Linked DNA regions of Mus musculus: regions 1, 2 and 3 are each linked to region 4. A link is a contact called in public promoter capture Hi-C data. All regions are on one chromosome and are shown on one strand. The core of a region is the stretch at or near the end of the contact, and the rest is flanking DNA. Distances in the headings are between cores, read along the strand shown.

Region 1 (6,896 bases), core at 384-2,883, 280 kb before region 4:
GTGACATATAGATGTGGAAGGAGTGGACCCAGGGCTTATGAACGTAGATCATCCAGAGACATTTGAGGCAATCCCTTACTGTTGGACAACTGACTACAGAGCCTTGCTTAGGGCCTATCAGAAAACAGCACGAATCATTTGTTTCCTGTCAGACAAGGAAAAACAGCTCTGGAATGTGACTAGAAAAGTTAAAGCCCGGCAGGACAAACAGCGCTGCTCAAAACTTAGATACAGCATTTACCAGAGAAAAAGTAGTACTTACTAATAGAATATGAGATTCTGAATATAACAGATATTCTGGCAAGCTGCCTTAAATGATAAGAGATGAAAGTTGAAATGACAGTCGGATGGAATTGAGATTGAAGGCTTAGTGGATACAAGAGCAGATGTAACAACAATTTCATAAGATTCCAGGAATCCAGCCGGGCCACTTCAAAAGTATCTACAGACCTTCTAGGGATTGGAACATTGTCTCAGGTAAAACAAAGTCCAAAATGTATGAAATGCATATAACCACTAGGTCAGACAGGAAGATTAAAGCCATGTGTGGCAGATACAGTCATGAGCATATGGGAATGAGATCTACTGCAACAGTGGGAAGCACAGATCAGCATTCCTCCAACTTCACAGAAAATAGGAGATGCTCCCGACAAAGGTACTGAGAAATGTTATGAAAGATAGCAGCAGACTGCTCAAGCTGTCTGTAAGCAGACACAGCACAGGTTGGCAATCCAAATCTATGAGGAGGGCCACTGCTGATAGTGTACCAACTGCCCTACACTAAAATGGTTAACTTACCAGCCTATTTAGGTAGAGCAATGGCCCTTACATTTTAAAAAGTTACAGCCACTTGATCCAAGGCACCTAGAGGCTCAACATACAGAAGAGTCTAAAAGATCTCACCATACTTGAAAGGAAATGCTCATAAAACAGAAGAAGGGTATGAGATTTCCCAGAGATAGATTAAATAATGCCTCACTGACTTTACATTTTTTAAATGCCAATGAGACAGGTAGCACAGCTGCTGAAAAACATTGGATTTTAGAAAGGACTGCAGAATGAAATTAGCCCATATATTATAAGGATGTGTTAACTTCAGAATGGAAGTCAGGGAATGCTCTGGAGAGAGGATTTGCTCTTGTTTCAACAGGAAGTGGAAAGTTATGGATTCCTTCTAAGTTAAGGGAAGGCCTCCTGAAAACCTTGGCTGTAAACATGGAAGGAGAGACCCAGAGGAACAACATAGCAGCTGTCTTAGTCAGGGTTTCTATTCCTGCACAAAACATCATGACCAAGAAGCAGTTGGGGAGGAAAGGGTTTATTCAGCTTACACTTCCATACTGCTGTTCATCACTGAAGGAAGTCAGGACTGGAACTCAAGCAGGTCAGGAAACAGGAGCTGATGCAGAGGCCATGGAGGGATGTTCCTTACTGGCTTGCTTCCACTGGCTTGCTCAGCCTTTTCTTTTATAGAACCCAAGACTACCAGCCCAGAGATGGTCCCACCCACAAGGGGCCTTCCCCCCTTGATCACTAATTGAGAAAATGCCTTACAGCTGGAACTTGTGGAGGCATTTCCTCAACTGAAGCTCCTTTCTCTGTGATAACTCCAGCTGTGTCAAGTTGACCCAAAACTAGCCAATCAGCAGCTGACACAAATGCCGATACCCTTACATAGGAACAGCTCAGAGACAGGAATGTCTACAGAAGCCGATAAATCTTGTTGGCTCCCTAGTCCTCAGGGCTTATTATTACACACCATCCTTTCACATGACATGGATGAAGATTTACATTACAGTTTGGTTATGCAGTCCAAACGGAATTAGAACGTTTGATGCCTTTCACCTACTCAAGCACAGCAGAGACTCATGTTTACCTGATTTGTGCACACTACACATTCAAAATTTGTGTTAATGCATACATGTAATCTACCTTTAAAAGTTTGTGTTTTTAGAGGAAAAAGACGAGGCACCAGTGAGGACAAAGCAAGTGGTCCGTGGTGATCCAGCCTCACAGACTGCCTCAGTCCGTTTCCTCAAAAATCTGCATCTAGGACAGTTTCAAAGCAGCCAGCACAGATGGTCCAGCCTCACAGACTGTTCCAGCCAGGACTGCAGTTAAGCCCTGCACTTTCCTATCCCACAGAGCCTGGACAAGTGAAACAGCCGGCTCTCCCAGGACTTCACCAATGTCCCAATTTTTTTAGGATGCTCCAATGATGCCATTGCAGGAAGCAATATTCTATATATATATTTATTGTATATGAGTATAATGTAGCTGTCTTCAGACATACCAGAAGAAGGCATAAGATCCTATTACAGATGGTTGTGAGCCATCATGTGGTTGCTGGGAATTGAACTCAGGACCTCTGAAAGAGCAATCAGTGTTCTTAACCACTGAGCCATCTCTCCAGCCCTGGAAGCAATCTTAAGAAAATGATGCCCCATTTCTGAGAGGAGGGGTGAGGGATTTTGGTCATTGGTTGGGTTATGGATGTTCGCTGTTGTTTAGGGGTTGGTTACAAGTTACTAATGGTCGTGGTCAGGGATGTTAGACTCAGGGAATCTCTTTCTTCCCCTATCTTTCTTTCTCTCTTATCCAGTGTTAGGGGGAAGGAGGAGAAAGTGAGACAAAAAGAAATGAGGGGAATATATGGATATAGGGAAAAGAAAAGTAGACTATTGAATCTACTTTTAGGCTAGAAAGCAACATGAAGTATCAAATATTTTACATTGGTATGGATTTTTGTATGTTGACAGAAACGTAAGGTTATATTTGCCAAAACATAGTGTATATATTTCTCAACTCTTGTTTAAGGTATTGTTCATATGCAATTCATCTATAAATTTGATACAAACTTCTAGTCCCTTTGAATGCTGCTATTATAAACTGATTAGGATAATTAAGAAATAAAAGTTAGTAGTTGGTTGTTGTGTCTGGCCAGCAGATCACAGCCTGGGTTCTAGCCTGGAAAGGCATTTTGGAAACCTGGAAGAGAAGAGGGGCTAGGCGACGAGAGAAAGAAATGCAGCTAAGACAGGCATTCTGATCAAAGCTCAATTTTACTGTTTTGCACGCAATTATAAAGCAGGGGAAGGGGGCCCAATTCCCGCCAAATAATCTCGGAGTCCAGTAGCAGGGTGACCACGTGTATGGCTCCAAACAGCAAAGCTGCACGTTCCAGCAGTGGGCGTGGCAGAACGATTGAGTGGGAAGCTCCACCCCTGAGCAAGCAGGTTTCAGGCTGGGGGAGGGGAGACTATAGTTGGTCACCTATAAATAATCTTAATTGTAGTCATGTTAGGCACTAGTTAAGTTAATTACAGAAACAAGCTTTATTTAGTCTCTATATAAAGTGAATAGCTAGAAACAAGCAATGTTTATCTACTGAGATATACTTTAGGTAGGCAGATGGTCTTCAAAACACTTCAGAGATCTGCAGAACATGGCATTTAAGATATTTTAATAATAAAGGACTTTTCTGACAGAGACATACAAGTTCCTGGCAGCACCCATTCTACTCTAACGATTATGATGGGCTTTGAAGAACCTGCACCTGGAGTTTGCCTCCACTGTGGCAAAGATGCCATTGGGAAAGCAAGCAAACAAACAAACAAATGAACAAATGCCTCTCATCTCAGTTACTGACAGCATGCTGTCCAAACCGTGGACACACAGGACACAGAGAAGTTGATTGTCCAACTTCGGTGAGACAAGGTAGGCTAATCCTTCAAAAGTCACGGATGAATCTATCAGATCTTATTGGCTTGATGTCCGAAGATGGATGCCCCAACAATATGAAGGAACCTTGGGTGACTGGACTGTCCAGGCAGCCAGCAGTCTGTCATGTCTACAGCTTTGGGAGCTGCTTGCTCTGCACTTCCTGTTCACTCAGGTAACATTTGTCCTTCTTGGGTCTCAGATGAGGTTGAAGGCTAGAGAGTTATAGTCTTATAGTTTTCCTTATTAGAGATTAAAAATGCAGGCTGTAGGAGTCAGAGGATGTGAAGGCTTGAACGGTGACCGAAAGTGATTTAGTCAGTGCAAAGCTTTGGACTCACCAAGATAGGAAGGTAATGAAGGGTTTTCTCCAAGACTGGCACATACAAACGGACTGAACGCGGTGAGTGTCGTTCTTACCCGATAGTGTTCATAATTGTTCTTACTGTATATAGTTGTTGATGTTAAGAGAAAAAGCCATTTTGGGGACTAAACGGGGGAGAGATTGGGGTATACTGTGCGAAGGTATGTCTCTGTCCTTCTCACCTGCCTAAGGCATTCTCTGATAGGCTTTAATAAATAGCAGACGGCGAATAGCTAAGCAGCAAGTGGAAGGTGGGACTTCTCTGGTAAAGAGAAAGGGATGTTGGGAGAGGAATCAGAAGTAAAGGATTCAGCCAGCAGACGCAGAGGTGGACAGATGTGAACATGAGCAGAGAGACAGACCTGACCACATGACAGGATGGAGGCAGAATTGGTGGGGTTAGAGGAGCTGAGGGGTAGCTCAAGCTAAAGGCCTAAGCTTTTAAAATATACAAATGTTTTTCTATCTTTATTTACATACCCAGTAGGTCCATGAGAGTCCAGTTATACCCCTTCTTGCCAGAGTAAGCAACAGAAGCTGAGAGTCCCTTTAAGAAAGATAAGCAACACAGAAGGATCTTAGACACCAAGCTGTCAAGAAGATTCTGAGACCAGATACCTGAAACAAAGAGGAGCCATGTGAGCTGCTCAGAAGAGGGTTAGACCATCTGAGCCACGTGGAAGGGACACTCTCTGCCCTGCTGAGCTGCCTGCAGGCTGTGCAGTGTGCTCCCGGGTCCCAGCTTTCATGAGCTGTCACCCATGCTGGGGTAGGCCTTGATCCTGCAGCTGTCTTTGAGTCATTTCTGCTCCTGTCTTTCCCCTCACACATACTCTTGCAAGTAACCCCAGTTAAACTCACAGGATCACTGTGTTGGACTTTGGTGATATCATACTTTGGTCTGTTGTGGGTTCCCCATCTGGGGTGAGTAGATATTTCGTGTTGCCAGGAAACTTTTTTTCTCATACAACAAAAGCAAGTCTGGACTATGTAAGACCCTTTCTTTAAAAAATGTAGAGAGAAGAGGAAGTCAGACATTTCGAATTGGGAGGAGATGAGGGAAAAGGCCAATTGACAATCTAGTTGTAAGTTAAATCTTTGTGTTATTTTGTGATGGATCCCAAACTCAATATGCTAACATATGTTCAACCTGACTGGTATTTGAGGGTTGGAAGGGTGGTAAAAAGCCACTATACTGTCACATTGCCAAACTTAAAGCAAGAGACAGAACTAAACACTGTCAAAGACGGAGAGGAAAGGAATCATCTTTGCTGAGCAATGGGAAGAGAGAGAGACTGGACAGTAGCCAATGGGAAGAGAGACTGGACAGTAGCCAATAGGAAGAGAGAGAGAGGCTGCACAGTAGCCAATGGGAAGAGAGACTGGACAGTAGCCAATAGGAAGAGAGAGAGAGGCTGCACAGTAGCCAATGGGAAGAGAAACTGGACAGTAGCCAATGGGGAGAGAGAGAGAGAGAGAGAGAGAGACTGCACAGTAGCCAATGGGAAGAGAGAGAGACTGGACAGTAGCCAATGGGAAGAGAGACTGAACAGTAGCTAGGCACTTAAGTAACTTAGCAGCTTTACACCCAACTGCGGAAGGAAGCAGAATCAGCGGCTGGAATCCACGTAACGCCTAGGGAGACAGAGACAGGAGGACTGCTCACAAGTTCTGGGCCAGCTAGGGACTATGTAGTGACACCCTATCTCAATAAAATAAAATCAAATTTTAAAAACCATCGAAGAACCATGCTTTCCCAGGTGTACCCTGTCGTTTTCTGAGACTCTGCCAAGCAGATGATGCAGCTGTCAGCACTCAGGATGCGTCCTAGCTCCCGCATGTCATGTAAGGATGCCGTCAACCCCTTTGACTCTGGTTTCATCTCACCATCCCACATTCTGTCTAAAACACATCAGGAACACCAAGAATCTAAGTAAACACAACAAAAAAGTTCTCTGGAAACCTTTGAAATAATCAAACTCCGAAAGCCACCAAAATGGCATGTGTCATTGCTGAGACAGGTCAGCCTGGCTCCCGGGAAGCCCATATGTACTTGGATGTGAGCTGACCAAGTCCTGAGGCCCCTCACTTGCTCAAAACCCCCTTCCTCAGCACTTCAGAGACGGAGACAGGTCAAGGTCATTAGGTACATTGGAAACTGGGAACCAACCTGAGCTTCATGAGACCATTTCCAAAACCAGCAGCAGCAGCAGCAGCAGCAGCATCACCCGCTGGGATTTACCTATCTGGACTCCACAGGCTAACACAGGCAATTGAATATCCTGCTCCCAACAATACTGATAAAAAGACAAGAGGCCTCTGAACTGGAAAAGAACCACAGAGAAAGACTCCCTGATTATAAAACCAAGAACATAATGATGGACCATGGGAGGAAGAAGAATCAGGACTCCAAGGTCATCCTTAGCTGTAGCAAGTTCAAAGCTGGCCTGCAACACATCAGGCACCGTCTTTATTTTATTCTTTTTTTAACCTGAGCTCTTTTTCATGGTGCTGAGACGAAGCTAAATATCTCCTTCCCAGCCACTGGCCATGGGAAACACTGGGCGTGGACGATGAACACAAACTTGTACTTTCTCTTAGATGCACACAGCCACAGCCTCAGAAGTAGCTGGCAGAGCTCTGGGTGAAGAGTGTGAAGCTGACGTGCTCCCATTTACACATTAAAATAAAGTGACAGAGACAAGAAACAAGGATTTCCCATGAGCAAGGCATCTTGACCCACGGTACAGGATGCCTGCTGTTGGGTTAGGGGCATTCTTGTTATGGACCAGAGAAATTGGAGAGAGGAGGT
Region 2 (7,449 bases), core at 1,286-3,785, 330 kb before region 4:
AGGCCATCTCCTTTTGGCCAAACCAGATTCTCTTCCCTTCCTAGTAGGCCTGCGAGTCAGTCAGGGCCAGCTTTGGTTCTTTTACTCAGAGCATGGCCCTGGGGAGAGGGTTCTGGCTTAGTGCCTTCTGAGTGCCTGGCTTCACCCTGCTCCATGCCTCGTCATAGCTCCTTGGAGGAAATGTGATTTTATTCCTGTCCCAAGCAGAAAGCTTCCATGACCCCTGCCCCAGAATCCCAGCTCCTGAGGCTGTCATTTCTTCTCACCCTGACACCTCAAGGCCCAGATCAGATGTGAGCTCCCCCCTGTGCTGGGACCATGATGGGTGGGTTTAAGCTGGCTGCCCTGTGGTTGGGTCCGGGGAATGGCTGCTGCCATATTTGCTCCCCTTTACAAAGCAAGTGTGACAGGTCCAGGGGCAGGATCCCATAGCATTGCTGGCTCTGGGTTCTGGGTCTGAGAATTGCTGTCTGTGGCTGGCACTCACTACAGGTGCCGCTGTTCCCCTTTCAGGCTGCACTACAGGGTTAGGGGAATGATCTTTGCCTCCAGACAGCCCTCGGCTTCAACTACACCAGATAACGGCTGTGGCTTTGTGTGTGTTCTCTCCCGTCGTCCTTTTTTCTCTCTGATCGTGTAAAGGAGAGGACTAGAAGGAGCGGTTCCCACCTCTCGGAGGACAACGGACCAAAAGCGATCGATGTGATGGCGCCCTCCTCAGAGTAGGGAAAGCCAGTCATCTCCATCCCCTCCCGCCTCCTCGCGAATGAGCAGTGCCCGGCTTAACCTGGCCCTACTTGGGCCTACGTGCAGTGTCTGCATGCCTCGTGTCCGTCTGTCCACATGTCTGTTTGCGTCGTCCCACTAATGTGAATTTCAGCAGCAAGTGTGGTGTTTGTTTTTATTCTTGTCTTTGTCTCCGTGCCGTGGCTGTCGTTGTCCTTCAATAAGGTTGACTGCATTCAGCCAGTGCCAAAAGAGGAGCCCAGTCCCGCTACCAAATTCCAGTCCATCGGGATTCAGGTAGAGGACGACTGGCGGTAAGTTGGACAGAGGTGTGGTGGCTGCTACTCCCCTCTCCTCTCCCTCCCTCCGCCCTCACCTCTCCTGCTCTCCCTAACCCACTTCTCCTTGCTGGATTTCTAATAACCAAGCCGGGTGTGGGTGTGGGTGGTGGCTCAGGTGTGGGGGCTGGGCGGGGCAGGTGGGTGGACACATGAGCGCTTGCTCTGAGACCAGTCACCCCAAGGGGAACGAGGCTGGGCTGGGCTGGGCTGTGGCCCCTGCTCCCTGATACTGGTGGTCTTCCTGGCCCCACTGCAGTAAACAGACAACCTTATGACCTTGTCCTTGTGTGTGTGTGTGTGTGCGCGCGTGTGGGCATGGGCAGGGTGGGCAAGGGCTGAGCAGAGAATGAGCGGGGGCTGTGGGACCCGCTTCAGGCGCATGGTGAGCAGATGATGCATCCGTTTCTCTGTCTCCCCGTGTGTCCGGGTCAGGTGGCTGCTGGTTTCTGGCCCTCTTAGTGACTCATTCCTTCCTGTCCCCATCCTCCCCCAACAGAAGCAGTGCCCCCTCTCACAGCATGTCCTCCCGTCGGGACACTGACTCTGATACCCAGGATGCCAACGACTCCAGTTGTAAGTCATCTGAGAGGAGTCTCCCAGACTGTACCTCACACCCCAATTCCATCAGCATTGATGCTGGCCCCCGACAGGCCCCCAAGATTGCCCAGATCAAGCGCAACCTCTCCTATGGAGACAACAGCGACCCTGCCCTGGAGGCGTCTTCGCTGCCCCCACCCGACCCTTGGCTGGAGACTTCCTCCAGCTCCCCAGCAGAGCCCGCTCAGCCAGGGGCCTGCCGCAGGGATGGCTACTGGTTCCTGAAGCTCCTTCAGGCAGAAACGGAGAGACTGGAAGGCTGGTGCTGCCAGATGGACAAGGAGACCAAAGAGAACAACCTCTCTGAAGAAGGTGGGTGTCACAAGGGTGATCCCCTGGGTGTGTCTGGAGCCTCTCGGGGAGGATCATAGGCCCTGTTCTTACACTCACTTTGTGAGCTTGCCTCTCAGTGTTCATTCTTTCCGTCTGCCTAGCCAGACCTCTTCCCAGATGAGCATTATGATAGTAGCTCCCTGTTGTCAGGCTGTGGGCTTGCTCACACACGATCCCAGCTCAGTCACCTGCTTTTGATCTTCATCTCTGCCCGCATAAGAACCTTGTGAGGACTGAGTGGTAATTAGTGGAAAGGCCCTGACGAAGTGCTGGACACAGACCTGCCACCCTAATTATACCTGCCCAGCTCCTCATTGAGTGCTTGTGTTCCCTAAGTACAGGCATCTGACATGGCCCCACAGGAGAGAACTGTAAATGGCGAGAAGAGTTCTGCTTTTCTACCTAGTTTCCGTCAGTACTCTAGATACGTAACAAAAAGGAAGCTAAGAAGCTAGGCCCGGCCAGGACTGCCTGCACACAGGAGCCCTGGGTTTATCTTTGCGCACTACCAAGACAAAGGGGCCAGGGAAAGGGACAGATGTTGTGCAGGGAGCCTGAGTCACGGCCTGCAGCCAGAGGCTGGGAACCTTGAGGCTATCACCCTGTGCTGACCACATTCTACTAGAGCTCCGCTTCTCAGGTGGTTCCTCTTCCACTGAAGGTTCAGGAAGGACAGGCCTCAGGGTGCGGGTAGGATAGACTTGTATCCCAGTGGCCCTGATAATGTATTCTGAGGACACCTTTGATGACTTACAGGGTGTTGGAAGAGTCAGTTTTCACTGTCCTCTGAGCCTCTTCCCTGCTTTGATGTTACACCCACCTTGGGGCAGGGAACTCTTGAGGTTTCTACCTAATAGATTTAATTATGACGTATTTAAAAAAAAAAATCAGACCAGTGGCAGAGATCAGAAAGCACCAAGTGTCTGACAGAAGGCAGCCAACCAGTGCTCCCGTGGCCGTGCCGACCAGTGCTCCCGTGGCCATGCCGACCAGTGCTCCTGTGGCCACACCAGTGGTCTGTTCTGTATTCACCTGCATACTTCTTCAGTGCAGTGTGATGGCTTTCCCTTTCTTCTTCAGAGTTAAGTCACTAAGTATTAATTTCTTCGGGCTTCCTATCTTTCCTGGTTCCCTTGTCTTGCTTGGGCCTGGCCATGCTCTCTGGATCTGTTTCCACCTGTAAACCTTGTCCTTTCTTCCTCAGACACTGCTCTGGGCCCTTTCCCACTGGACACTTCACCTGCTGGCTGCTTGATCTTCGACTCACTTTTCTCTTTATCCTGAGAGAACTTTTTGGATAGTTAGCATGCCTTTCAGACCTCACAATTTAGGCATAAAGTTGAAACTCATAATTGCATTTACATATGTAACTACCTACACATTGGCGTGCAAGGGACAATGCAGAGGAAAGTGTGCTGTCCGAGATCACCATCTCTGACCTAGGGCTCTGCGGTGTGGTGGGTGCTTCCTGGTGATGAGCAGTTCGAAGCCATTCTGCTTCTCTGTCCTTGGATTTTATTCTGGAAAACTTTAGGCACTTGACTGCGTCTGGTGAAACTTGTTAGCAGTATGTCTATAAATCCCGGCTCCTGAGGCACAGGCAGGGGACTCATGGGTGTTGTGACTTAGCCTGGGTTGCAGAGTGCGACCATGTCTCACACAAAGCATAATACTACCACCACTAACTTCTCACTTACATTTGTTTTTTTTGTTTTTGTTTTTTGAAATTCCTTTCACATGACTTGGCTGGGTTGATCTCTCATCTTTTCTTACCTACCCTTAAGGTCTTGCTTTGTAGCCCAAGCTGTCTTTGAACTCATTATGAAGCCAAGGCTGGCCTCAAACTTAAGTTCTCTTTAGTCTCCTAAGTCTGGGACTCCAGGAAAGCACCGTCATAACTTTGCCTTTCCTCTGTCTGCATACTGCATAGTATCGTGTGTGTGTGTGTGTGTGTGTGTGTGTGTGTGTGTGTGTGTGTGTGTACCATTCCTTTGTGCTGCTGGGTGATGTTCCATGTTCCCGAGTGTGCCTGTCTTACTTACCGGACAGCGCGCTGGTCATTTCTGTCCTAACCGCCGGGCTGTTAGAACTAGCGTTGCAGTGAACAATGGATTTGCTCAATGTTTTGAGAATCAGCTATATACTTTGAAAGGCCTTCTCGTTCCCACCTTTCTCAATTATTTAGACAGAGTACCACTGTATAGTGTGGCTGGAACTTGGGGCCCTCTTCTCTTGCTTGGCCTCCCCAATCCTTTTTTTTTTTTTTTTTTTTTTTTTTTTTTTTTTAAAGATTTATTTATTTATTATATGTAAGTACATTGTAGCCGTCTTCAGACACTCCAGAAGAGGGCGTCAGATCCTGTTACAGATGGTTGTGAGCCACCATGTGGTTGCTGGGATTTGAACTCCAGACCTTCGGAAGAGCAGGCGGGTGCTCTTACTCACTGAGCCATCTCACCAGCCCCTCCCAATCCTTTTTTTAAAGATTTATTTCTTTGTTATATTTAAGTACACTGTAGCTGTCTTCAGACACTCCAGAAGAGGGCATCGGATCTCATTACAGATGGTTGTGAGCCACCCTGTGGTTGCTGAGATTTGAACTCAGGACCTCTGGAAGAGCAGTCAGTGCTCTTAACCCCTGAGCCATCTCTCCAGCCCTCACCAATACTTTTTAATTTGCCTGAAACTTAGTGTAGATCTGCCTGCCTCTGCCTTCCAGGCGCTGTTATTCAAGGTGTACACCACAACTGGCTTGAGCGTTTATTTATTCCAATAGAAAGACATTATTATTTTAACTATACAACATATTAGTGAATACACCACATTGCACTCCAAAGGCCAAGAGATACGAGATGACATCTCCTGACTTCTGAGAAGCTAGAGGAGAGCAGCAGTGAGAGACATCTTCCAGCCCTGCTCTGGGTGGGCCTGGCTCTTCTAGGAAGGAGTGCTGCTGTTCTCCTCTGCTCTTCAGCATGGGCCACGGGTCTCTCTGCTGTGCAGAGTCTGACCAAGGCATAGGCTTTGTATGCTCACATGACATGTCCCACCAGGCGCTGCACACTGTGCTTCTGCCAGAGCCAGCGCTGCATGGCAGACACTGGAGACAGGCTTCAGGATCTGTGTCCTGCTGCTGTCATCTCCGTCTGTCACACATCTTTTCAGACTGTTCCTGCATAGCCATGAGGGTTCCTTTCCTGTTTCTCTGTAGGGTTAGAGCTTTCCTGGAGTGTCCAGGAGCTTTAGTTGTCTCTTCCTATTTAAAAGTGACACTTTGGTGGTGAGAGCAAGAGTGGCTGCTCTTGTGACCTGGCGACAGCAGCAGCAGCATTTAATTCCGTCGAGAAATTTAAAGAAAAGGGAAGTGGCTGGGGTGATGGGCAGCTCAGTAGTAGAGCAGTTGCTCCGCACCCCTAACATACACACTGCATGGATGAAAATAACACACCAATAAAAACAACAAACGTCTCACTGTTTGTAATAGGTGTGTTGGCAATATCAAAGATGAAGAAATATTACAAGTGCCAGAGTCCTTCTGTAATAACATAATGAAATCTATTTTGAATAATATCGCTATTAATATTTGTATGTAAGATTTTGAATATTTATTTTCAGTTCTTTTTACTATATCCCTATGAGTAGAACTGCTGACTTCTTTTCCCTACTTAGCCTTTTTTTTCGTAATTTTTTAAAATTTTATTTGTGTGTGTGTGTGTGTGTGTGTGTGAGTGTGTGTGTGTCTGTGTGTGTCTGTGTGTGTATGAATATGCTGTAGCTGTCTTCAGACACACCAGAAGAGGGCATCAGATCTCATTACAGATGGTTGTGAGCCACCATGTGGTTGCTGGGAATTGAACTCAGGATCCCTTGGACAAACAGTCAGTGCTCTTAACCACTGAGCCATCTCTCCAGCCCCTTTTCGTAATTTTATTGTGGCAAAATATTTAACATAAAGCTCACCTCTTTGTGTGTGTGTGTGTGTGTGTGTGTGGCACTGCAGATAGATGCATATACCCTGTGTACACACACTGAGGTCAGAGGTTGATGTTGGGTGTCCCTTCCCTCCATTACTTCATGCAGAGGAGGGGACATGTGCCAGAAGACAACCTGAAGGAGCAGGTTCACCTCCCACCTGGGGACTGACCTCAGGTCATCAGCCTAGGAAGAAAAGCACCTTCAACAGAACCAGCTCACCAGCTCACTGATTCCATTTTGAGACAGGATCTGATCGTGGCCCAGGCTGGTGTTATATTCTCATCTTGAGTGTTAGGTTTAAAGATATGCACCATCACTCCTGGATCCATTTGCCCATTTTTACAGAGATCCTTAGTTGTCTTATTTAGACATTACTGTGATAAAACTCCATAACCAAAGGCAGCCTAGGGAGGAGAGGGTTTATTTCAGCGTGCTCTGGCCACTCCCATTCCATCACTGAGAAAGTCAGGGCAAGAATTCAAGGTAGAGACCTGGAAGCACAGACCACTGAGGAATGTGCTTATAGCATGCACAGCCTGCTTTCTTACATACCCAGGGCCTTTTGCCCAGGTGTGGTACCACCCACAAAGGCCTGGCCTGGCCCTCCCCACATCAGTCATTACATCAAGAAAATGCCCCACAGGCTTGCCTATGGGCCAGTCTTGTTGATGTAATTTTAGTTCTGGTTCCTTCTTCTCAGATAACACTAACCTGTGTCAGGTTGGAAAGGGGATGAGGAGTTGTAAAGGTCCCAGGCACTAAACCTTTGCTATGTGCACAGCTCACAGGTATTCCCACCCCTCCTGAGGGTTATCATTTTCTTTTTATTTGTTTAATTTTCATTTTCATTTTTACTTATTTATTTCTCCCCTTTCCCCATGCCCCCTCTCCGGGAAACCCCCTATCCCATCCTCCCTCCCCCTGCTTCTATGATGGTGTTCCTCCACTCACCCAACCACTCCCACCTCCCCACCCTCAATTCCCCTACACTGAGACTTCATAGGACCAAGGACATCTCCTCCCATTGATGCATGGCAAGGCCATCCTCTGCTACATATGCAGCTGGAGCCATGGGTTCCTCCATGTGTACTCCTTGGTTGATGGCTTAGTCCCTGGGAGCTCTGGTTGGTTGATGTTGTTGTTCATCCTATGGGGTTGCAAACCCCTGCAGCTCCTTCAGTCCTTTCTCTAACTCCTCTACTGGGAACCCCCCACTCAGTCCTATGGTTGGCTGCGAGCATCCACCTCTGTATTTGTAAGGCTCTGGCAGGGCCTCTCAGGAGATAGCTATATCTGGCTCCTGTCAGCAAGCACTTCCTGGCATCCACAATAGTGTCTGGGTTTGGTGACTGTATATGGGATGAATCCCCAGGTGGGACAGTCTCTGGGTGGCCTCCAGTCTCTGCTCAACACTTAATCTCCATATTTGCTTCTGTGAGTATTTTGTTTTCCTTTCTAAGAAGGATAGAAGCACCCA
Region 3 (7,418 bases), core at 2,346-4,845, 470 kb before region 4:
GTCCAGTGACTGTTGATTGGAATCTGTTTATGTTGGGTGTGATCCTGATCCCGTTGTTCTACGGCCGCGGCGTCTATATCACTGTTCACTTGTTCATTGATTTACCCTCCCTGCGGTTGCTAATTGGACTGCCTTCAGGTCTTCTGCATTGCAAAAGGTCTCTGTGCACCTTCCTGGGCATCTCCCACCTCCACTCACTGTAGCGTGGGGACCTACAGGGTAGCTTCCTTAGGAACTTAGTAGGCATTCAGACTCCAGGGTCCTGCTGAGGGGGCCTGCTTGGGAACTGAAGGGATGCTGTATGTGGAGCAGCAGTGAGATTGGTGGATCCTGTGGGTGGTCTAGCTCCCCCTCCTTCCAATAGGATGTCAGGGCTGCCTCTGAGCTTCATCTTCGCTAACTTTTGCGATTGTCCTAGTCATTTTTGCCGGTCTGTGGGCATACAGTGACAAATGGTCATGGCCTTGATTCACGACCCCAGTAGCTAAGAAGCACAGGCATCATGCCTACCACATGTTTACCCTTTGTGAACCTCCTGATGCTTTCTCTCACCTAGCCCAACACTGACTTTGTGTTTTCTGTTTTCTCAGCTGGAGGCATCTCCCTGTGTCACTCCTTGTCACCTCCTTCAGGAAGCCTGCCTAGACTTCTGCTCTTTAACCTCACAGAAAGGAAAATTCGGTGTCATTGTCCCTTCATTTCCTGCCTGGGAGCCCCGCCTAAACCAAGGAACTTGGAGAGTCCTGCATGGCTCAATCCCACAGTAGTAAATATGTTCTAACTCACTTTTTATCATTTAAAGGAAATGTTTACATTTTCAAACAGTCTAAATTATGTGTGTGTATGTATGCATATATAATGTATATATGTATGTATGCATATATATGTGTATGTGTGTGTGTGTGATGGTGGCATATACACAGTAGAGTTTCATTCAGTCACAAGGACAGTGAAATCATGTTCTTTGCAGGGAAATGGATGGACCCGGGGATTATTGTGGTGAGAAAATAGAGCAGCCTCGAGGAGACAAACAGTGTGTGTTTTCTCAAATACGCAGAATCTACATTTAAATATATGCACATTATATGTATGTGACATGAAAGCAGAAAGGAGAGGAAGTAGGAGGCTGGCAAGGGGAGGGGTGGAGGAGGGGAGGTACAGAGAGATAATGTTTAATGTCATCATGAGCCCATTATTTTGTATATTAACTAAAGATGAATTAAAATGTCCGAATTGCTAGCTTCTCTCAGCAAAACCAGAAGACATGGCCTCATAGGGACATCTTTTTTAGGGTGACAGTTTGCTGGTGCAGAGGGTAGCAGACCCCTGTAACTCGAACTCACGCCCTGTGCAGGCCCTGTCTGTGGCCATGTGGGCTTGTGACCCCTACCTCTGCAAGCATGCCTGTGGTTTCTTTCTCTCAGTCTCTCTCCTCTTTCCAGTCTTCCCCTTCCCACCTCTTCCCTGCACAGCCCCAGCAGCCTCTCTGGCCTTTCCTGTCTCTCCCAGTCACTGTCCACGCCACAACCCTGCTCAAGAACCAGTATCGCATCCACTCCCTGTTCCCTTCCTAGACACTGCCTGACTTGTAACAAGAAGTATTATCACAATATAAATGTATCTGGTTTACAAATGTCTAGATAACAGCACAACAGGCACTTGAGACTGCACACTGTTTCAGGGACACTGAAGCCTCTACCACACTCCCATCACCTGTCCTCGGGGCCACTACTTGTCAAAATCTGCTATTCATCACTCCTGTGTGTATTCTTATATTACATATGCCAGTGTCCCCAAATAATGCATAGCCTTATGTTGTCTGTTTTCCAACTATGTGTCCGATTCTTCCAGCTGCAACTTGCTTTTTTAAAAATCCAATTACATATTATTATTATTATTATTGTTAATGTTATTATTATTTTAAAGATCATATTGAATTCAGGTGAAGCTCACAAGTCATGAAATCCATCTCTGAGTCCTCACAAGCCAAGTGTGGCTCTGTGACCCGTCCTAACAGATGTTTGAGGCTTGTGGCATGGGGACAGCCTTCTGTGGTCACTGTTTTACCCGGCTCCAGACAAACGGCTGTTTAGACTGTGATCAGCTTTTCACTTATAGTCAGTGCTGCTGTAAAGCCTCGGTGAACAAGGCCCTGAAACCCTTTTCTGAGGCCGGTCGACACCTGCTCATTTTAGCCAGCTACACAGTGCAAGGCCACTGTTCAGCCCTGCCAGAGGCTTCCGAATCCATAGAGGTCTTCTTAGCTACCCAAGGGAAGGGACCTTGTTCCTCTCCAGTGACAGCTGCCTGAACCTACAGTCCCTCCTCTCCTGCCCTTCACCCTCCTCTAGGACTCCAAACTGACCTTTCCTCTGCCTATCTTAGCCAGGAAGCCAATTCCTGCAGCATGGGTCATGGCAGATCTCCTCTGGGCCAGTAGCTGTAGTTGGTGGGAGTCCAAACAGCACAAACCCTGGGAGAAAGGGAAGGTTGGTTGTTTTTTTTTTTTTTTTTTTTTTTTTTTTTTGAAGGGAGGCATGGGTGGGCCAGTAGTGTGAGAAGCTGGTACATGAAATTGCTCTGGGTCTTGAGGGATGAGTAGGAGTTTGTCACTGAGAGATGGTGGGAGGGCATTGCAGGCTCAGGCAAGAGGAGAGGCTAGGACTAGAATAGTGGGGTAGAGATGTGAGGAGGGTGGGCAGGCAGTGGAAGAGAAGAAAGAGGCCTGGAGGAGCCTCAGTTGCATACCTAGTATTCTCCAGGGACAGCTGTGTGGGAGCCAGGGGAGGAGGCACATCCATTTGACACCTATTGAATGCCATGATCCAGTACGAAGAGCTTACCTCTATTCTTTATCTCTTCGGTTTCTTAAGGAGGTAGATGCTTATGTGGTCCCGATTGTGCGGGTAGAAAAACGAGCTCAGGGAGAAGCACGGACTATGGTCCGTGATCACAGAGCCCCCGTGAGAGGGAGGACAGGTGCCCGGCCACGAATTCCAGAGATGCGTTAGCCAGCCAGGTACTGCTGCCCAAAACAAGGGTTCTCCAGGAAGCGGGTCACCGGGAGGGGGCACCCGATCCTAGAGGCAAGAACCCTAACGGGAGAAAGAGGGGTGAGAAGAAGCCTGACTCCCGCAGCGAGACCCAGACCAGCCGCATCTTTCCCGTGCCTCAGTTTTCCTACCCCACAGTGAACGCAGCCAAAACACCTTCCTGCCGACCCACTCAATAACCCAGGTTTCCAAGTTCGCGCGCCACCGCGGCCAGCGCTGTGTAACCTCGCTCCGGTAGTCTGCCCTCTCTGGACGATCGGTCGCAGATTCCCAAGCGCTCTTTCCGCTACACACCCAGCGTCCGCAGCCGCGGTGCCCCTCCCCTCCCCTTCCCTTCCCCGGGCGGGCGGCGGGGGTGGCGCGCCGGGCCCCGAGCGGCCCCCGCGGTCCCCCGCAGCCCCGGGCCCCCGGCCTGATCCGCGCCTGGTTTTGGGCGCAGCCGCGCGGCCCCCTCCCCCGCGCGCGTCTCCCCGCCCCCCGCCCCCTCCCCGCCGCTCTCGGGGAGCCGGGGCCGCGCGGCTCCTCCTCCCGCAGCCGCATCTGGGGCGCCGCGCCGGCCGGAGGAGAGGCATGGGGCGCCCGCGGGCCGGGGCCGGGGCCGGGGCCTAGGCGAGCGAAGCTTAGAGCGAGCGGAACGAGCGAGCGAGCGGAGCGGGCGCAGCGCAGAGGCCGAGTGGACCGAGGCGGTCGAGCGCAGGGCGCAGGTGAGCGCGCGGGGGTGGCACGCGTCAAGACCCTCCTCCGAGGCTAGATCGGGGGCAGCCCCCAGCCGCGGGCAGACCCCGGGACAGATGCGCTCAGCGACGGGGTCTCCCGGATCCTCTGACGGGCAGTGGCGCCCGGGCCTGGGGACCGACGCGGGCCGGCCCCTCCGATGCTGTCGGCCCTTCCCTGGCCGGGGCGCAGGAGCGGTTCCCGGCCCTCCATCCGCAGGCGGCTGGCAGCGGCAGCCCCCTCCCAGCCGCGTGTCCGGGCGGCCGGGGCTTCCTTGCCTTCAGCCTGCCGCACGCTCGTACTCCCTTCCCGGGATCTCCCCGGGACCGGGCATCCGGGGAGGGGGCGGGCGACCCCGCGCCGCATCGCCCCCGGAGCGCTCGTCTGCCCGGGAGGGGCCGAGCGACCCTGGCACCTGGGCTGTGGGGGGGCCGCTCACATGGCCACGGGAGGCCCCCACGTGCGGCGCCCCGCGGGAACGGGGGTTCGCGTACAGAGCGGGTGGAGGATAGACCAGGTGGCTGCGGAGGCCAGCTGGGTCCAGATGTGCAGGGCCTGCTGGGAGGGGACATGTGCTACCTGGGCAAGTGATGGTCCCTGGGCCTCCTTGGGCAGAGCTTGCCTTGTCGGATTCCCCATCCAGCCCTTCATCCATCTCCTTTCTCGCGTTCTTCTATGCTGCCTGTGTTGCGGAAAGGGCTGTCACCGACTGTTGATGTTGTGGGGGAAAATGAAATGGGGGAAGGGTGGTGGGTAGGTGGGTGGGTGAAGGCCAGTTGTGGCGGAGATACCCAAAGGATGGGGAACCTTACGCTTGGAGGACTGTGCTGATGGGGGGGGGGGGAATGTCCCAGCACCTCCACCTGCTTGGAAGTAGAAAATGCAGAGGGGGAGGGGGCTGCAGTCCCCAGCCCTAAGGAGGCTGGACTGCCCCGCCTCTACTCTTGGCACCTCCTGTGCGGTGGGGGAGGGTCCGGTCCCTCTGCCTCTGTGGCTTCACCAGACAGGACCATGTCAGAATGCCTGTTGGAGGAGTCTGTGGAATTCTTCCCTCAGGTGGCTACCTCTCTCCCCTTCCTCTGGTATAGAAAACTGTGGGCTGCCTGGGCCAAGGGTGGTCCGAGGGGCCTGAGCCAGACTGTTAAGGACAGCGGGACTGGGTGGGGCCGCAGAGCTGGCTTCCGGGCTGATAGCCGAGGCTCGGGTTGGGGGGCCATCCTCCCCCTCAGCTGGGCTTCAGCGACTGCTCAACAAGCTCCGAGTATGTTCCCAGTAGCTTCTGACGATGCTGTCTGTGCACGTGGGGCAGGCGTGTGTGCCTGTGTCTGTATTGGGGTTGGGGTGGGATAGAGTGTGTGGGTTCTCCGGAAGCTGGGCAATGCCCGGTGTGCCTGTGAGTGGTGTCCGCGAAGCCCTCGTCCATTTAGGCCAGGTGGAGCTAGGCTGGGCACTGGAGAGGTAGGTGGGCAGGGCCCCGAGTCAAGAGAAAGTGTGGGGTAGGCAGGGCCTGATGACTGACTTACAGAACCCGGTACCCAGGACTATCCTGCTGGTGTCAGCCAGAGATGAGCTGCAGGTTTGAGGGCTGTGCCCCGGGCCGGCGCACGGCTGCTTGGCAGCCGAACTTGCTGTTTTGAAGGAAGGCTGCGCAGCACTCAGGGGCTGAGGGTGGAACGTGTACTTGGGAGCTTTCAGAGGACTCAGTGACGTATCTAGTGTATCGGGGCACCCACTGGCATCTTGTTAGGATTTTGTGGCTCACAGGCATCTGGCTTCATAAATGCCAGCGTACCTACACACTGAGGGATATTGTCCGCTGCCCTTTACCCAGCAGAGAGCAGGGTCTCGCCCCTCCCCTACAACTGTAATTGATGAGTACTCATTGATTTGAAAAATAAAATAAAATAAATTTTAAAAATAGCGTTCCCGAACTCCAGTGGACTTTAGTATATTTTCATTTAAACATTCCGAAATGGGAATGAAAAAATTTTAATTCTGATTTTCTGTTTTTGGAAAGCATATAGTTGGTCCATAGTTCCCAGCCTGAAGCCCAGCCCCCTCCCCGCAGCAGCTACCTCTCAGCTGCATCTTGCTCCCCATCTTCTCTCACTTTGGCTCTGGTCTCCCTGGCCTGCTTTCAGTTCCTGGACTGTGTTCAGGTTGCATTTAGCCTCAGGGTCTTTGAGCATACTGGGTCCTCTGCCCATACCCCCTCCCCCAAGTCCCCACCCACATCACCTACTTAACTCATCAGCCTGGCCTCATCCTGAACATTGCCTTTGGAAAAAAGCCTCCTCCGTGCCCAGGCCACTGTGTCCCTGTCAACATCTCCACAGCCCCAAGACCTCTGTGCTGTGACTGACATGGGAGGGGCGGCGACACACCTTCCCATTAGCCTCCTTGTGCTGAGGACGGGTCTTGACTGGCTGAGGGAACTTGCTCTTGTTTATTTATTATTTATTTATTTATTTATTTTTGGTTTGAATGAATGGGTGAGTGTGAACTGGGGCATTCCAAGTGGAGGATGGGCACAGAGGATACTTGGTCAGGTCCAGTTGCCCACATGACTGTCCTTATGGGTTCCTCTGGCTCCAGCTGGCTCTGTACACCCAGAGGCACTTGGCAGACTTGTGGAAGTTATAGGTCTGTGGCCTCTAAAATCCCAGTGTGTCCGTGGGTAGGTCCAGCATCTTTGGGCATTCCTGTGGCCCCGTGGTTGGGTACCTGTTTCTGCATCACTTCGTGGGTTCAGATCAGTTGCCTACCTAGCTACCTCTTGTTGCATTTATGGGAGTGGGGAGTCTGCTAGCTACTAGTTTCTTGCCTGCCATTCCTTCTTTGGGCCACTAGTGTTTCCTGCTCCACTCAGTGCTTAGTGCTGGGGGGCGGGGGTGGTGCAGAGAATCAAATCAGAGGAGATCTGGTACGTGACCTGCTGCTCTTCCTGTCCTGGGGACCCGTGCTGCCGGGTGCTGGAAACCTGTCCCCAAGAACATGTGCTGCTCTGGGCTTGGGGGGCCTCAGGGATGTGAGTGAATTGAGCATGAAGGAGCAGGACACTGCCGGCCAAGGACCCCACAGGCATTCATAAAGCCAGGAAGGCAGCCTGCGTCTTAATCAGAGAGGTGGCCTCCTGAGTGGTCCTCGGGGACACTGGTCGTGAAGATGAGCTGCTTCTGTGCGCACTTTGGGGCGCAGGATCAGGCTTGGTCTGCTCTAGTAAGTTTGAAGGACTGTGTGTGTACAGGTCCAGGGTTGTGGTCCACAGACTGAGAGGGGCCAGCAGTTTCTCCTGATGGGTGATCCTGCCATTAGAGAGGTGAAGTGGGCTGGCTCAGGTAGAGACATCACTCTTAACTGAACCCTGACTGGGCACATTAAGTAAATGGCTAATCCCCTGCAGGGCTTCCTATGGTGGGGACACAGAGACAAATGTATGCTCGCTCAGTCCACTGGACTCTTTTGTTGGGCTCTTAGCTGCACATGACTACCTGTTTTGTATATGTGGTCTGGGGAGCAGTTGTTGTTGATTCTCTGTACCCACCTACTCAGTAGTCCCCTGGCAACAACCTCAGGCCAAGATTGGAGCCTTTGGGGTGCGCTCAGCACCCTGCAGCTTGCAGGTCACATTCAATTTCCGCACTTTCTAGC
Region 4 (7,086 bases), core at 857-3,356:
GAGAACATGCTGGATAGAGGACCCAAAGGAAAGCAAGAGGGACACCCCAACATCCTAAGGAAGACTCCCCCGACAGTAGAAGCAAGAGGCAGTTAAGTGCCACAGGGCAGACATGTCATTAGAGTGCTGTCAACTCAATGGCTCCTGGCCAGGGCACTCTGGGTGTTGTGCCAGGCCATCAACTGTCAAGTGCAGACAATACTGTAGCCTCTTCCAGCAGCGGCAGTGCAGCCCGTGAAGATCCCAGCTTCCCACACCAAGGTCAAGAAGCCAGGGCAGGACTGTCCCCATAGCTGCCACCATGTCAAAGAAGAGGCAGCCAGAGCATGGGCTGCACCTAGGTGCCCAGTCACCGACGATTGCTTCTCCCAGACAGCTCTCCAGGCCCACACACAGAGGGAATACCCCTAACCAGCAGGACAGTTTCCCTCTTCCCACAGGGAGCACGGGCCAAGTCTGCCCAAACCTCTCTCAGAGGGGACAGAAGACAATATCCTGGGATTGAGGAAGTGGCCTCTGAACCAGTTCTCCCACGACATCATCCTCCCAGGCTGTGGGACCGTTAGACTGGGCGGAAGTGGACTCGAGCCAAGGGGATGTTCCCAGATGTCACGCTTTCAAACTGGATCCGCCCCAAAAGGCAGGCGAGGACAGGCCTGCCGGGGAAGCCCTGGGTAAGGACTTAGGATGGTGTTCTGCCTCTCCTTGCCAGGGGATAGCACGGTTTCCCTGGCAGCCTAACACACGGACATTGGTTCCAGAACAGAGAGCCGAGAAAGCCTGCTGATCTGGGACCGGGGTCCTGGGCAGGTTAGAGGGGGGGAAGGTCAGCCTTGGCTGACTATCCCCACTCACCCATCAGAACGTGTCCTCTAAAACAGTTTTACCGCGGGTGGGAAAGTGCACATTGGGGTCCTTTACTCGGTGTCTTATCCATAATCCTCCTCACCGGAAAAGTGGGAAGAGAAGGTGGGGCACTCTCCCTGCTTGGTCAGCGCCCTGGACTCTTGAGCCCGGATGACCAGTCCTCTCCCGCCCCTGCGCCTCCCCCATCCCCCCCAGGTCCCCACCTTGAGATAGTCGTTCTCGGAACGCAGCTCTTCCAGCTCCCGCACCAAGCCTCCGGGCCCACAGTCCAGCATCTCCTCGGTGAGGTCGGAGAAGGCTAGCGAGGCGCTGAGTGGCAAGCGGCTGCTGCCCACCGACGATGCGGCCACCGACGGCTCATCCGGGGAGGCGGGAGGCCGCGGAGGCTGCTGCCCCGACTGCGCTGGCTGGGGCGGCTGCCCGGTGCGGGTCCCCGCCGGGCCGCCCGCCGCAGACTCGGCGTCGCTGCTCAGCGCCAGCTCCAGGCCCAACTGGCGCGCCTCCTCCGACGCGCAGTCCGACACCTCGGAGCTACTGTCCGTGAGGCTGGGCGGCGGCGGCGGCGGGCGGGGCCCGGTACCGGGACGAGGGCGACCCTTGGCGCGGACCCCCGTGCGCACCCCGGCCACCCGAGGCCCCGTGCCTCGGGTACCAGGAGCCACCGCGCGCCCCTTCTTGTCGGGCCTCGCCGAGGACGCGGTGCCACAGGCTGTAGCGGAGCCCGGGCCTGTGCCGCGGCGGCCTTTGGCCAGAGACCAGCCGGCCACGTCCTTGGGCCGGGCTGGTGATGGCGCGCGGTGGCTTTTCTTCCTCTCCGCGGCGGGCGCGGGCGCAGGCGGGGGGCCGTAGCCCCGCGCCGATGACTCTCCCGCTGGCGTCTCCATCGCGGCCTCCCCGGGTCTCAGCGAGCGGCGCGCATGGCCCGGGAGTGGCCGGCTTGGGTGTCCCTGCGGCGGGTCTCGGATGCGCTCCCGCCGCTCAGGCCGCGACTGCGCTCCGGTCTCCTGCGTCCGGGGGCTGCGCTCGGGCCCTGCCCCGCGCCGCGCGGCCTCTCCGCCACTCGGTGCTCTCAGCGCGCGGCCCGATCTCCTCCAGGCGCCGCGACTCCGACTCCGGCTCCGCCCGGTGCCCGCCCCCTCCGCCTCGCCGCGCCCCCGGAGTGCGCCCGGACCCCGACTGCAGCCTGCTCGGCGATCGCCGCCTCGGACTCCCAGTCCGGCTGAGGCCAGGGCCCCGGCTCCGCCCGGCGCGGCCCGCCCCCCACGCAGCCCCGCCAGCTCCCCGCCCCGCCGCCTCGGCTCGGGGGCGCGCGGCTCGGCGAACAAAAGGCGGACGCGGCGGGAGCAGCGGGGAGGGACGCGAGCGGGGAGCGAGGGAGGGATCCGCGAGGCAACAGCGACCCCCTCGAGGGTCAGGCGGGCCCGGGCAGCCGCGGCCTCGGCTCGCTCCCGCCGCTCCGGGCCGCCGGCCGCTCCTCTGCGGGCTGGGGGATCACACCCGGCCGAGGAGCCTGGAAGCCCGGCGTCGCCGTAGGGGCCTCGTGGACGACAGGAGAGACTATTCCCTGGCAGAGGCCCCGCGGACCTCAAAGGGCCGGAGCCAGCATCCATGCACACCCAGCACCGCGCCGCGCGCCCCTTGTGGGTGCTGAGCCTGCGCGAACTCCGCCCCCTTTAACTGGGCATGACAAACGACCCCATCCTATAGAACCTTAAACTGAACACGACCTGGCACGCGGTCGGTTCTTGGTCTGAGAAGGAAGCAGGATGGATCCTACAGAGTATGCTGGACTCCTTTTGCCTCGTCTATCTGTCCGCTGCCATTGGAACCGTGGCGTTCCGCGTGCATCTTGGATCTTGCACACCCTAGTTGCCTATGAACCCGGGCATAGTCTTGTCTCCCCGACCCCAATTTCATGGTCTTTGCGATTAACTTCAGGCTGTGCCTTGAGGATGCCAGACCGTTAGGTGCTTAGGGGGCAGGTTCTAGGCCGGTTAGGGGCTGGCATGGGACTGTGACCCTGAATACCAACAGGGTCAGATTGACTCCACCACAGACTCCAAGGCCCCAGTATTGGTGGGCATGGTTTCTTTCCTCTTGAGCTATTCAGGCTATCAGAGTTAATTTCTCAGAATCCCTTACACCTTCCTCACCTCTGCCCTCTCCACACTGTGCCTAAACCATAGTAAGTTCTTTGGCCCTGGGAAGGCACTCATCAGCATGGTAGCTGCCCAGTCTCTTGCCACCCAGAAGGTAGCTCGTACACACACACACACACACACACACACACACACACACTATGCAGCCTCTTTTTCTTCCTTTAGACCCTTCTCGGTCTTTCTCTCCCCTTCTCTTTTCCCCCTTCTTTTCCATGGGTTCCTCGTCCTCCTCTTCTTCCCTCATCTTTACTTTGGCTCCTCCCCTTTCTCCTAACCTGACCTACATCATGGCCAACTAGTTCAAGGTCTACTCCTTTTTCTTTTATTGACCCACCATCCACCTCGAAGTACAAGCAGGTCTGCCTAGCACCTGGGAACCCTGAGGACCCTGGGGAGTCCTCCTACACCCAAGCCGCGGAGTCCAGTCCTAGCCTGCTCTAATGGGTCCATTACAAGTTCATTATCGTGATTGTCCCTGCTCTTAAGGGGCTCATTGAAGTGATACAGAGAGAATGTGCAGTTCTTGAAACTTGTTGCTTCCTATAGAACATGGGTTTTTGCAGTGTGAGGGCATATGCATGAGACCATCCTCAGCTGGGTAGGCACTAATGCAGACCATGCTCCATATTTCAACAAAGAATCTTAGAATTCTCCCCCCACACCTCTCTCTCAAGATGGTGTCTCATTTTATTGCCAGGCTGGCCTTGAATTCATGGGCTTAAGCTTTCCAAACAGCTGGGAGTACAAAAGTCTGTCAACTCTTGTCTCAGAAGGATTAAGGAACTTTTTTTTGGCTTTTCGAGACAGGGTTTCTCTGTGTAGCCCTGGCTGTCCTGAAACTCACTCTGTAGTCCAGACTGGCCTCGAACTCAGAAATCCACCTGCCTCTGCCTCCCGAGTGCTGGGATTAAAGGCTTGCGCCACCACCGCCCAGCAGGATTAAGGAATTTATGTCTGGTTGCATTCTCCAAAAAGAAGCACATGATATATATTCCAATTGTTGTTGTAGTAGTAGTAGTAGTAGTAGTAGTAGTAGTAGTAGTAGTAGTAGTAGTAATGTGTGCATGTCACACATGCATACACACACACACAAGTGCACACATGCCACAGTGCACATAAAAGGTCAGAGGACAACTTTTAGGAGTTGCTGTCACCCATCGGATCGCTAGCTCTTCTCATAGCCATCCTGGCACTGCCAACAGCCTCAGGGTCTGCTTCCTGCCCTCCAGCCTGGGCAGAAGACCTCTGTGGCATGGCATGGCATGGCATCTGGCAAGCCCTCACTCACAAGCTTTCTCTGTTGCTCCCTCTCTCCATCCGTGGAATCCGGTCACCACATGAAAAGTACGGTTAGGTCTCATGGGGTGGTCCCGTAAAGTCCGTCCAGCCAACTCTAGCTCTAGTCCCCACTGGCTACCGGACCTTACAGAAGCTTCCCTGACAGCCTGGAGCCACCACCAGTGAGGAGTAGAGAAGTGAATTCTCTCACCAGCCCTGCCACCTAAACTGTAGAACAACTCTCTGAAGGCACCAGGGTTTGCCTGCCCCAATTTTTTTTTTTTTCACACAGTAGTGGGTTACTGGAATGCACAGCCAAAGTCAGACATCCGGTCAAGGAGGAAGCCTTCGATGGTGGCTTTAGTGGCGGGGATGGTGACCCAAATGGAAGACCAGCTTCTGCTTTCCCATCAAGCTACCAAACTGACCAACAGGATGGAAACCAAGTAGAAACTAACTCACTAAAGTGAAGATTGTTTTCATCATACAAATCATGAAAGAAATAAGCCACTGGCTGGTAAATGGAACCCATGTGAACGGGGTTATTGGGGAACCCTCTCGAGGAAGTGACCTGTATGCTGAGTTAGCCAAAGGGCCTGGGAAGAGAATCTGGGGCAGACTGAAGAGCAAGGGCAATGTCCCTGGAGGAGGAGAGAGTGTGACAGATGTTCAGGGAGGGGTGATTAGTGTGGCTGGAAACCCCTGGGAGATAAAGGAACGGAAAGCACGGATTGGATTGTTCCCAGTGCAGTGACAAACACTGGAACCTCTAAGCAGGGAGTCACAGCATCTAATTTACATCCGGAAGTAGATCTCTCTCGGCTGACAAGAACAGCTTAGGGGTTGAGGAACATGACTGTGGGGGCTAAGCGGGCTCTGATGCATCTAGAAGCCATAGAAAAAGGATACATTCTGCTTTAAAGAGCCAGACACTGTTGGCCGGAAGCGAGGACTCGAGTGAGTGATGTCAAGTTCATCTCCTGTCACCTGCTTTAGAGACAGAGCAGTGACAGAACAGCCACTGTTTGCTTCAGCAGGAAGGACAGGCTTGGAGGTATGGAAGGGTAAGAGAGCCTCAGTTCATAGAGGACTGGGTCAGTTTGAAGCATCCGTGGAGATGTCCAAAGAGAGACCCAGAGGGAGGATGTCAGGCAGGTGCCATAACTACCTGAGTTCAGAGGATAGCAGGATGGCCCAGTAAGCACAGGTATGTCCCCTTCTGGTCATTTTCTCTTGGTTATTTTCAACTTGTGTTGCTGAAATCATACAGAATTGTAGATTCCGTGCTTAGTAGAGCAGAGGAAACACTCCCCACACATTCCTAAACCCTTTGCAAAAAGCCTCCATTTTCATACTTGAAAGTAATCCTTGGTGTGAGTATTTCACCGGCACTCACCTTTCCCCTCCAGTAGATACATTGTTTCCTGACCGCTAGGTAGAGTGGATACATCGTTTCCTGACTGTGCTAGACACAGTGGATACATTGTTTCCTGACTGCGCTAGGCTAAGTCGCATTGATGTCAACCTCTAGAAACGAAGGAGAGATGGCTCAGCAGTTAAGAGCATGTGTTCCTTATGGAGAGGACCCAGGTTCAGTTCTCTATACCCACTTGGTGACTCACAACCAACCATCTGTAACTCTAGTTCCAAGGGATCTGATACCTCTTCTGATCTGCTGGGCATCAGGAACACCTGTGGTATAGGTAGAGACAAGCATGCAAAATGCTCATACACATAGGATAACCCCCTACCCCCAAATCTGAGGCAACACAGTGAATGCTAGGTCACCCATGAGGATATAGAGAAACCCTCTCTCAAGAAATTAAACACCAGGGATATAGCTCAATTGTAGGATGCTTGCTTAGCGTGCTAAGGTCCTGGGTTCCATTCTTAGCACCATACACAACAAAAGTCATTCCTGGGGTGACGGTGGCCTTCTGAAGGGGACCATGAACAGTCTGGTGGCAGAGAAAGGTGAAGAGAGCTGCATGGCAGAGGAGGGCTGCTAGGCCCCTGGCCCCTGGATTCCAACGGTGGCATCTCTGAAGGGGCTGTCACCTGACAAGGGGGTGTTCCTGTCAAATCACATACCAAATCTTCAGGACATGAGGACACAGAACAGGACAGCGAGGCAAACCTCACTGGTCTCTCAGAGTGCTTGGTGGTCAGTTATTAAATGTAGGGGAAGGGGGCTGGAGAGATGGCTCAGTGGTTAAGAGCACTGACTGCTCTTCTGGAGGTCCTAAGTTCAAATCCCAGCAACCACATGGTGGCTTACAACCATCTGTAAGAAGACCTGATTCCCTCTTCTGGTGTCTGAGGACAGCTACAGTGTACTTACATATAATAAATAAAATAAATCTTTAAAAAAAATGTTGGGGAAGGGCCTGCAAGAGGTAGTGGGTAAGCCAGGTGTAGTAGTGCATGCCTTTAACCATCCCAGCAGTAGGGAAACAGAGGCAGGAGGATCTCTGGGAGTTTTGAGACTAGCCTGGTCTACATAGCTAGTTCCAGGCCAGCCAAGCTACATAGTGAAACCCTTTCTCAAAAAAATTTTAAAAGCAGGGCTGGAGAGATGTCTCAGGAGTTGAGGGCTCTGACTGTTCTTCCAGAGGACCCAGGTTCAAATCCCAGCACCCACATGGCAGCTCACAACTGTCCGTAACTCCATGCTCTGATGCCATCACACAGACACGCATGCAGGCAAAACACCCATGCACATAAAATGGAAATAAGTAAATTATTAAAAACAATTTTTTTAAAAAATGAAAGAAAGATATGG

What was found. Promoter capture Hi-C pulls out the DNA fragments that hold promoters and counts their contacts.
Region 1: a contact with region 4 is called in a promoter capture Hi-C map of pre-B cells, with 5 times the contacts expected there. The contact joins the enhancer-like site here to the promoter of Soga1 in region 4. A contact is called at or near these places in 20 of 39 promoter capture datasets (the 3T3-L1 cell line, the C10 cell line, the HPC-7 cell line and 13 more), 2 of 15 datasets of contacts at CTCF or cohesin (the NIH/3T3 cell line and large pre-B cells), 4 of 484 Hi-C or Micro-C datasets (the CH12 cell line, bone marrow-derived macrophages, cerebellar granule neurons and 1 more), 17 of 115 datasets of contacts at active chromatin or transcription factors (bone marrow-derived dendritic cells, bone marrow-derived macrophages, craniofacial prominence and 11 more) and 3 of 9 other capture datasets (adipose tissue, embryonic stem cells and liver).
Region 2: a contact with region 4 is called in a promoter capture Hi-C map of hematopoietic stem and progenitor cells, with 4 times the contacts expected there. The contact joins the enhancer-like site here to the promoter of Soga1 in region 4. A contact is called at or near these places in 7 of 39 promoter capture datasets (the C10 cell line, the HPC-7 cell line, cranial neural crest and 3 more), 2 of 15 datasets of contacts at CTCF or cohesin (the NIH/3T3 cell line and pro-B cells), 1 of 484 Hi-C or Micro-C datasets (the G1E-ER4 cell line), 8 of 115 datasets of contacts at active chromatin or transcription factors (embryonic stem cells, large pre-B cells, memory CD8 T cells and 3 more) and 4 of 9 other capture datasets (adipose tissue, liver, macrophages and 1 more).
Region 3: a promoter capture Hi-C map of embryonic stem cells shows a contact between it and region 4. The contact joins the promoter of Dlgap4 here to the promoter of Soga1 in region 4. A contact is called at or near these places in 6 of 39 promoter capture datasets (embryonic stem cells, hematopoietic stem and progenitor cells, liver and 1 more) and 1 of 484 Hi-C or Micro-C datasets (embryonic stem cells).

What each region holds. Positions count from the first base shown.
Region 1 is chr2:156,799,173-156,806,068 of GRCm38.p6, forward strand. No RefSeq gene overlaps it. Among named protein-coding and RNA genes, the nearest start is that of Myl9, 27 kb to the left of the region's middle. Within about 2 kb of position 1,634, at least 4 of the 459 cell types and tissues checked have an H3K27ac peak or open chromatin away from gene starts, as enhancers often do.
Region 2 is chr2:156,747,381-156,754,829 of GRCm38.p6, forward strand. Dlgap4 (DLG associated protein 4) reads left to right here. Exons shown (of 13, transcript NM_146128.6): 9 at 952-1,040; 10 at 1,564-1,976. Among named protein-coding and RNA genes, the nearest start is that of Myl9, 24 kb to the right of the region's middle. Within about 2 kb of position 2,536, at least 26 of the 459 cell types and tissues checked have an H3K27ac peak or open chromatin away from gene starts, as enhancers often do. A contact at or near this core is called in hematopoietic stem and progenitor cells, where this site is marked.
Region 3 is chr2:156,610,102-156,617,519 of GRCm38.p6, forward strand. Dlgap4 (DLG associated protein 4) reads left to right here and starts at 3,596. Exons shown (of 13, transcript NM_146128.6): 1 at 3,596-3,757. It overlaps Gm14169 (predicted gene 14169), which reads right to left and starts at 3,321. Exons shown (of 4, transcript NR_040372.1): 1 at 3,185-3,321; 2 at 2,844-3,095; 3 at 2,366-2,473; 4 at 1-1,126.
Region 4 is chr2:157,077,159-157,084,244 of GRCm38.p6, forward strand. It overlaps Soga1 (suppressor of glucose, autophagy associated 1), which reads right to left and starts at 2,107. Exons shown (of 15, transcript NM_001164663.1): 1 at 1,071-2,107. The coding sequence starts at 1,751. It also overlaps a transcript of Tldc2 not described here.